Linked DNA regions of Mus musculus: all the other regions are linked to region 2. Evidence: chromatin contacts called from public promoter capture Hi-C data. All regions are on one chromosome and are shown on one strand. The core of a region is the stretch at or near the end of the contact, and the rest is flanking DNA. Distances in the headings are between cores, read along the strand shown. Region 1 holds the start of Atg4a (autophagy related 4A, cysteine peptidase). Region 2 holds the start of Rbm41 (RNA binding motif protein 41). Region 3 holds the start of Mid2 (midline 2).

Evidence for each region. Promoter capture Hi-C pulls out the DNA fragments that hold promoters and counts their contacts.
Region 1: a promoter capture Hi-C map of pre-B cells shows a contact between it and region 2, with 5 times the contacts expected there. The contact joins the promoter of Atg4a here to the promoter of Rbm41 in region 2. A contact is called at or near these places in 6 of 39 promoter capture datasets (the 3T3-L1 cell line, the C10 cell line, erythroid cells and 3 more), 2 of 484 Hi-C or Micro-C datasets (CD4 T cells and uterus), 2 of 115 datasets of contacts at active chromatin or transcription factors (astrocytes and large pre-B cells) and 2 of 9 other capture datasets (adipose tissue and liver).
Region 3: a promoter capture Hi-C map of liver shows a contact between it and region 2, with 2.1 times the contacts expected there. The contact joins the promoter of Mid2 here to the promoter of Rbm41 in region 2. A contact is called at or near these places in 2 of 39 promoter capture datasets (hippocampal neurons and liver).

What each region holds. Positions count from the first base shown.
Region 1 is chrX:140,955,465-140,958,164 of GRCm38.p6, reverse strand. Atg4a (autophagy related 4A, cysteine peptidase) reads right to left here and starts at 1,258. Exons shown (of 13, transcript NM_174875.5): 1 at 1,194-1,258. The coding sequence starts at 1,203. Psmd10 (proteasome (prosome, macropain) 26S subunit, non-ATPase, 10) reads left to right here and starts at 1,454. Exons shown (of 5, transcript NM_016883.4): 1 at 1,454-1,611. The coding sequence starts at 1,498.
Region 2 is chrX:139,997,315-140,000,014 of GRCm38.p6, reverse strand. It overlaps Rbm41 (RNA binding motif protein 41), which reads left to right and starts at 1,420. Exons shown (of 7, transcript NM_153586.2): 1 at 1,420-1,515. The coding sequence starts at 1,508.
Region 3 is chrX:140,663,608-140,666,325 of GRCm38.p6, reverse strand. It overlaps Mid2 (midline 2), which reads right to left and starts at 1,370. Exons shown (of 10, transcript NM_001358366.1): 1 at 1,048-1,370. The coding sequence starts at 1,051.

The DNA.
Region 1 (2,700 bases), core at 9-2,508, 960 kb before region 2:
GAAAACATATTTTCAAAGAGTTTTCTAAAGATTAAAAAGAACATTTGGAATAAATTTTAATGATAGAAAATAGCAACTTTAAACATCAGCTAAGCAAACAGTACTTCCCTCAAAGAATTCCGTTCTCTTAGTATTTCTGTGTTAAAAATAAATTTCACTGGGGTCTGGAAAGATGGCTCAGGGTTTAAGAGCACTGGTTGCTCTTCCAGAAGACCTGAGTTCAATTCTCAGTACACACATGGCAACTCACACTGTCTAACTCAGATCTCAGAGGATCCAACATTCACACGGTGTACAGACACACATGCAGGCAGAAAACACACTCACACAAAATTTTAAAAAGCTAAAAGCATTATATAAACACATACTCCACTATTATTATATCCCGAATTTCATCAATTAACATTTGTCATAACTTGTGTTCTCGAGTTGGTTTTATCATCTGTCCTGCAAAGCTTAAAATAACTATGATCTGGCGTTATATAAAAAGTTTGCTAAGCCCTGTTCTATACCATAACAAAGGAGACAAACTTCATCAGTCACTTTAAAAAATATATCTTTAACATTTTTCTAATGTCTTTTTTGATATTTTCTATAAAAGATAAGCCTTGCATCTCTTCTGCTGCAGCACTATTTGGAAATTCACCTTTAAAAAAAAATCCACATTGTTAGCTTAGCAATCTAGCAAAGTCTCGATGGTAATTGCCATTACCATGTTATTAAAGTGACAACATCATATACCCTGATATCCCTAAGGTGACCGCTGTTACTCACTGAGGTCTCTTAGGTATCTAGTGGCTCCTATGGCATCACACCCTGTCTTTAGCATCATTCTGGCACATCACCTCTGTATGGTGTAATGTATAACCTGTGTTGTAGCAGAGCCTTACTCTGATGCCACTCCGGAGAAATGCCAGAGTAACTAGCCTGTGCTTCTTTCCACTCCTTAAACAGTGGTAGGGAGGGGGAGGGTAGCTACAGTCAATGGTTCAAGCTCAGAGGTAGTACTCTGCTCCAACTCTGTCCCTTCCGCCTGCCACTGCAAGTGAGGGCCCCGAGGGACAAGATCTGTAGGATCCCAGAACTCTCTTGCGCTGCTACAGTTTTCATTTCATGTGGCCAACTTACTGGCCCACCAAAGACCACCCACCCTAGCTTTTTCACACAGTACTACCAGAAGCCGCTCCCATTACCTGACTCCATTCTCCAGCTGTCATCCTGGGCCAATTCCACCGGCAACTTGACTACGGCTTTCTCTAAGGATTCTGGGACTTGTAGTTCCACTTTGCTAGGACCCGGAACTGAGTGACTTCCAAAGACGCCTCCAGGCCTGGATCTGCTTTCAAACTGCAACTCCCAGAAGCTCCAGGCTATGGGCGGGGCTACAAGGAAAACAAAGATCAGTGATTGGAGAATTTCTAGTACTTTGATTGGTCGCCGGAACAGGAAATGCGAGTGGGCGGGGCTTGAGTTTCACGGAGGTCTTGGGAAGGCGAAATGGAGGGGTGTGTGTCTAACATAATGATCTGTAACCTGGCCTACAGTGGGAAGCTGGATGAGTTGAAGGAGCGCATTTTGGCTGATAAATCTCTGGCTACTAGAACTGATCAGGTAAACCAGCCCGAGGGCTTGTCGCCTAGCAGCGGGTGTCAACGAAGCCCTACATGGCTTCCGGGTCCTAACTTGGTGTGAGGCCACTTCTGCGCTCCTCCCGCCCACTCCTCCCTCTAGTAGCCTTGGGTTAAAACACGACTCCTGGTCCAACTGTAACCCCTCAGAGACTTTGGGACAGGGTGGGGAGGGGAAGCTAAGCTTGCTGAATTTCATATATTTCTAGAACACCCACCGCTTTTCTCAGAAATTTCCAGAGTTAAGAGACAGCGCGATGGAGATCTGTGAAAAAAGCTTGTTAGGTGGATTTTTCTTTAGTTGTAATCCCAGTCAGTGGCCCACGAGTAACCAAATGCCCTTTGTGTGTATGTCAGGAAGTTTGAGAGGAGCTGGGAATTTCAGTCAAGTCGGAAAAAAACAGGCATAAATGAAATAACGGTACATGTCTTATTACATATTTTAAATCCCCCAGAAAGAAGTTTACATCATTTCAGAACATAGAAGGAGAAGACATGATAGGAATAGTTGGGAAGGGCTTTGTATAGAAGGGGAGGTGATTTACACTGTGAAGAAAGAATGGGGTTCCATGTGGGGCGAGTGAACTGTGGCAAACAAAAGAGAATGGACATTGGGAAGTATTTCTGTTCAGATCAACTAAGTCTCAGGTTTTTATTGTGACTTTCCAAATCATAGGTTGCCTTCTGTGTTGAGAGGCAAGTGTTAAACATTAGTAAGACAGTACATCATACTTCAGAACTTCCATGTTGTCTCTTTTAGAAGAGAAATCGGAGAGACTGCTTTTTTTTGTCCTGGAATTTTCCTTTATTACTCAACAGTAGAATTCCCCTATGTTCACCGCGTTTGCTTTTGTGATGGTCTGGTGATGTGGTTTAAATTTAATAACGTGTATTAAGACTTAATCCACTAAAAATAAGGAGTCAGTGACATAAAAGAGACTGCTAATCAGGATTAAGAAGTTAAATACAACAACCAAATGCAATTAATTTATAGACTTTATTTGCATCCAGATGTAAACCACCTGGAAATGGGCTTATAGGAGACTATTGGTTTTAAGTGGGATAATTTTTT
Region 2 (2,700 bases), core at 171-2,670:
CCAGACCCAAAAGGACGTGCATGGTATGTACTCACTAAGAAGTGGATATTAACTAAAAAAAAGTACAGAATAGCCTGGATACAATCCACAGATCTCAAAAATCATGTTTTATTTTAACATAGTTCTAGATTTACATTAGAGCTTCATACTCTAGTGTTCCATATGTACTCTACTGTTTTTCTTAGAGTTCATGTCTAACACAACAGTATATTTGTCATGTACAATGAAACTTATTAAATAAAAACTATACTTTATTTATATGTACTTAGTTTTTACCGTGTGTCCTCTGTCTATTTCAAGATCCTACAATACATTTAGAAATCATATTTCTCTTGTTTCCTCATAAATGTGCAGAGTCTCAGAATTTTCTACTTACCTTTTATAGTTTGGAGGCATGGTAGTAGTCCTTCTTTGTTTTATATTTTTGTTTTGTTTTGGTTTTGTTTTTAGTTTTTTTCTTTCTTTCTTTTTTTTTTTTTTTTTGAGAATATGTAGACCTGGCTTGCTTTGAGCTATGTAATTAAATGAGCTTTGTAGCTTGAAATTTCCATCTTATAAATTAATACATTTTCATAACTTTAGAGATACTTGCTTTTCCATTTTGGGCCATTAAGAACACATACTTTTATTGTTTTTGTTATTCATGCTGTTGCTATTGTTGAAATTGGGTCTCGTGTAGTCCAGCCTGCCTTTGAACTTCCCGAACAAGTATTCCACTCCCAGTTTGTGTGGTGTTGAGGATCCCACAGGGGGCTTTGTGCATGCATGTCAAGCCAGCACGTTACAGATTCAGCTACATCCCTAAACCCGGGAACTAATGCTTTTAAACACTTTTCTATACGAAGCTTTTTAAAAATAAGCTATGCTCTGCATCGGAGTTTTTTGCCTGCATGTACGTGTGTGCTTGGTGTCCCAAAAACAAGTCAGATGCTCAGAACTGGAGTTATCGACAATTGTGAACTGCTGTATGGGAACTGAACTCCGGTTCAGTACCATATCTGACTCTGGCTTCGATATATTTTTATAAAATATTCAAAAGTCTGGGTACGTACTGCTTCTGACTTTAAACTAAGGGAACCCAGAAGGATCTGTTACAACTAAGAGAGAAGCATTAGTGCATACAATGTGGTTAGACCAGAGGCTTGAGGGGAAACAGCAGGCAGGTCAGATAAATCCTTAAAAGAGAAGCCTTGCTGACAAGAATGAAGACGGTGATTAGGAACAATATAGGATTTATTGATACTTAGAGAAAAATCCAAGAAGCCAAAGGTGAATCCTAGGCTTATGAGCTTTATATTTTGGATGTTATCTTTAACCTGGGCCAAAAATTCTTAATTTCCAATAAACCCATCACCCAATACCCGCTTTCTCTTTCCATCATCACATTACTACACTTCCCAGAGTTCCACGCTCCAACCTTCATCACCTTTGAGTCTGCCGCACAGATTGCTGGGAGTTGAGGTCTCCTTCCTATTTACCCAAGTTAGTGATAGGGGCCTGCGGAAACATGAAGAGGTAAGGTCATATCCGGGTTGCTGAAGGCAACTTTTATCTTTTACTATGAAACTTTTGTGTCTTTTTTTTTTTTTTCCCTTTTGTTTGGGATGTGTCACGTTCTTGAGGGGCGGTTTTTCTCCAGCGGGAAGACAAAGGAGAAAGGAGGAGGGAAGGCCGGCAGGCTGGACCAGTCTGCGGGGGTGAAGTTCTGGAAGGGCCGTAGCCAGGCGGGTTTCCACTGGAATGTTTCCCTCAGGGCAGAAGCGTCTGGAGCTGCCTGGCCTCTCACATTCCTGACTCTCCGGATGCTCACGCCAGCCACTCCCTGGCCCGCCCGCTGGTCCTGCTAGGTCTCACCGGCCAGAGGGTCAGAGGGTGGGCACTTTACTTTGTCTAGATTTTAAAGACATAATGGGCCCGCCACACCGGGTAGTGCTTTGAGATCTTCAAGTTACAGGGTGATAGTTTGCATCTCCAAATTGAGCGCAGATCTGGCTTCGGGTGCTTTGGAAGAAGAAAGGAAACTTAGGGCAGTTTCCCCTCCTGATTCTGCAGTAAATGGCCCTTTGAGCCTGGTGCGGACCTCCCTGAGGCCGGAGCTTCCCAGTTATTGACAGGACAGGAAACCTTAAGAAAAAGGAGCCACTTAGTTTTGGCTTCACACTGCCATTGAATCTTCGCACTGGAACAGTGGCACAAAGAACCTGTTTAGGAATGCTTTCTCCTGAATTGTTTTTAAAAGGTTTTTGTTGTTGTTTGTTTCATTTGTTGTCTTGTTTTCATGTTTCCTCTGCTTGAATTATTTTAATTATTCTGTGATGAGATTCCTCATACATGGAAAGTGAATCTAGTGTATTGCTTGGGTGATTATAAAGAGCTGTTTGCTATACAGGTTAAGAGGTAGGACATGATTCACATAAGTGCCTTAGAAGCCCCCTTGGCTCTCAGATTGCTTCTTCCCCTTTTATCTAGGAGTTTGCACCAATTACAATTATTCCTTTGCCTTTTGTTTGTTTGTTTTTGTTTTGTTTTCTTGGGTTTTTTTAAGACAAGGTTTCTCTGTGTAGCCCTGGCTGTCCTGGAACTCATTCTGTAGACCAGACTGGCCTCGAACTCAGAAATCCGCTTGCCTCTGCCTCCTAGGTCCTGGGATTAAAGGTGTGAGCCACCACAGCCCAGCTGTTTGTTCCTGTTTTGTTTTTT
Region 3 (2,718 bases), core at 121-2,620, 670 kb before region 2:
CACACAACTAATGCCATTCAGCAGCCCCACCCTCCAAAATCTTCAAAAAAAATCAAAGTGATTGAAAAGCAAGAAGCCGCATTGCACAGGTTGACAGAGAAAAGCTGAGAGTGCAGGAACTCTGGTGGGAGATGTGGGGGCTTGAATAGAGACAGTACCTAAGGAGTGTGGAAGAGTGGGGAAAGTGAAGAGTCCAACAATCCCTGGATCCTAATTTCCTCCTCTAAATCGAAATGCCTCCTAAATAAATAAATACTATGCTGCACGTGAAGTGCGAAACAACCCAAGCCAGCTCATAACCAGTAATGTTCCAGTAATTTTTATGAGCCCGGAATGGAAAAGGCTCCCCTGTCCCTGCTTCAGTCGCAGTGTGTCCTATGGACACACTCAAGTTTTTCCCTCTCCACCCCCCCCCCCCCCACGGGGCTGCTTTCACAGCTAGGCCAGAAATAAAGAACCACCCAGACAGAGACCTGAAGATCGTTTCCCCAGCAGGGAGGAAAAGGGGAGGGAGAATTAAGTTTCTCCCGGGGTTCCCGCTCGCAGGGTGTCCACAGAATCTCAGGCTGCTGCGCCAGCACCACTGAGCCAACCGCCGACCTCGGGGCGCCGCCCGGGCCGAGGACGCCGTGGATTTCGGGAGCGTGGGAAGGCGGCTGCGCCCTTTCCCAGACTTGCGCCTAGGCGCCACGAGAGCTGAGCCGCTCCACTGCTTTCTCCCTGCTCGGCCTGGCCAAGCGGGAGGCCTCGGGCCGGTCCCCAGCCTGGGATCTAGGAGTGCAAACTCCTTCCCAGGAGGGCAGCGGCAGGAGCTCGGGTCACAACAGTGTGACAGACAACCGGGGCCCTGCCATTGCCGCCAGGACCCCGTCTCCCCCCTCTTGCCGCCCCCCCCCCCAAGCCCAAGTGTCCTCGGCCAGTTCCAGCCCCGGCGGCACCTGAAGAGCAGCAGGAGCCAGCCAGGGCCAAGCCCGGCGCGGGCGGCGACACTAGCCACCCCACCACCACCACCATCCCCCCGGGCCTCGGCGAGGGGACGCGTTTTACCCATATTGTTCCCGGGTGCCAGCCATCTCCTACGCGCGCCGGGGAGCGCCGGGCGCTCGCCGGCCTCCGCAGCAAGCTGGCTCGGGCTCCCGTGCAAGCTCCCGGGCCGCTGTCGCTGCTGCCGCCGCCGCCGCCGCCACCACCACTCTAGGCCGCCGCCCGCCTTCGCCGCTGCGGCCGCCGCCGCCGCCGCGCAACAGCCGGGATCCGCCAGCCCGCGCGCCCCACGGGGGACAGCACGGAGACCGCGACGTTCCCGCGTCTAGGTCTCCCGGGCTAAACTTAAAGAGTTTTCGCCTCTCGGTCCAGAGGCAGCACCATGACACCACCGCAGCACCACACTGTCATTTCCGCCGCAGCAGAGGGAAAAAAAAGGCAATCCCTTCGAAAGGAGGGTGGAGTGGGGGCAAGCAGAGCCGAGGCTGACACCCTACGGGAGCACGGGGAGGGGCCGGGCAGAAGGGGCGCTGGGCCACCTTCCTAGGCTCACCTTCCGCCGCCCCCGCCACTCCCAACTCCCCGTGCCCCTCCTCTGGAGGCGCGCTTACATGTTTTCTCCCCTGGCAGGAGTGACCAGAGAAACCCGAGCAAGCAAAGGCAGTGGGTGGGTGGGGTTCAGATTACTACTGTACCTACCAGCTGATTCCAGCAGCCTTTTCTCCAGCACCCTGTCATCTTGATGGAAGACACAGGGAGAAGGGGCCTGAGCAGGCGCGCACGAGCGTGTGTGTGTGTGTGTGTGTGTGTGTGTGTGTGTGTGTGTGTGTGTTTGCGCGTCCACGACCGGGTGGTGTGTGTGAAGCGCAGAAGGAAGACTGTGGCCAAACTCTTCACCCACCTACCTCCCTTCTACATCCACAAACCCCCAGATGAGAGCAAGGAGAAGGCTGTTGCACTCGCCAATGAAAAGAGTGTGCCTGGATCCTCCTCACAGGTCCTACTGGTGAAGCTGTTGTATGCAAAGTTAACTAGAGAGTAAAACAAAAATAGTGGAGGAGACAGAGAAGGGCAGACAATTGAAGGAAACCCAACCCCTTTTTCTTTTGACAAAGGGAGAATGGCAATGTTCTATTGGACTTGGGCACAAGTTGTTCAGGTGGATTAAAGCCACTAAAAGTGTATGGGGTAAGGTTTCTTTTGCACCTTCAGATCCTTGACCAATACAAAAGGGTCACTGCCAAGAGGACAATGAGGCAGATGCTAGCCATCCAGAATACAATGTCCCTAATAAGATCCATTTGGAAGCCAGGAGCCTCCCATTGGTCTGGATACAGCCTGTCTTTTAACCTATCACTGGCTCAAAGACTACCACCTCCCCCCAACACACACACACACACACACACACACACACACACACACACACTTAAAAGGTAGATGAGAGAAGGAAGCCACCTCAGAGGATATTCTTTCTAGCTCCACTCAAAATGAGGAAGGAATAAAGCAATCCGAAACAGCCCCTCTCACATGGGCCTCCCATTACTGTGCTTGGGAACAAATCCAGAAAAAAAAATGAAGGTAGATGGGTGTGTCTTATCAGGGAACCAATAGCAGTCAGCCAACAGCACTGTTAAACAAACCTGCTAGAGAACACTGGAGTGGAAATGAAGGGAAAAACCCAACCACATTACCTAAAAGGAAGTACAGCACCAAGAGATGTAAAAGTTAATGTGT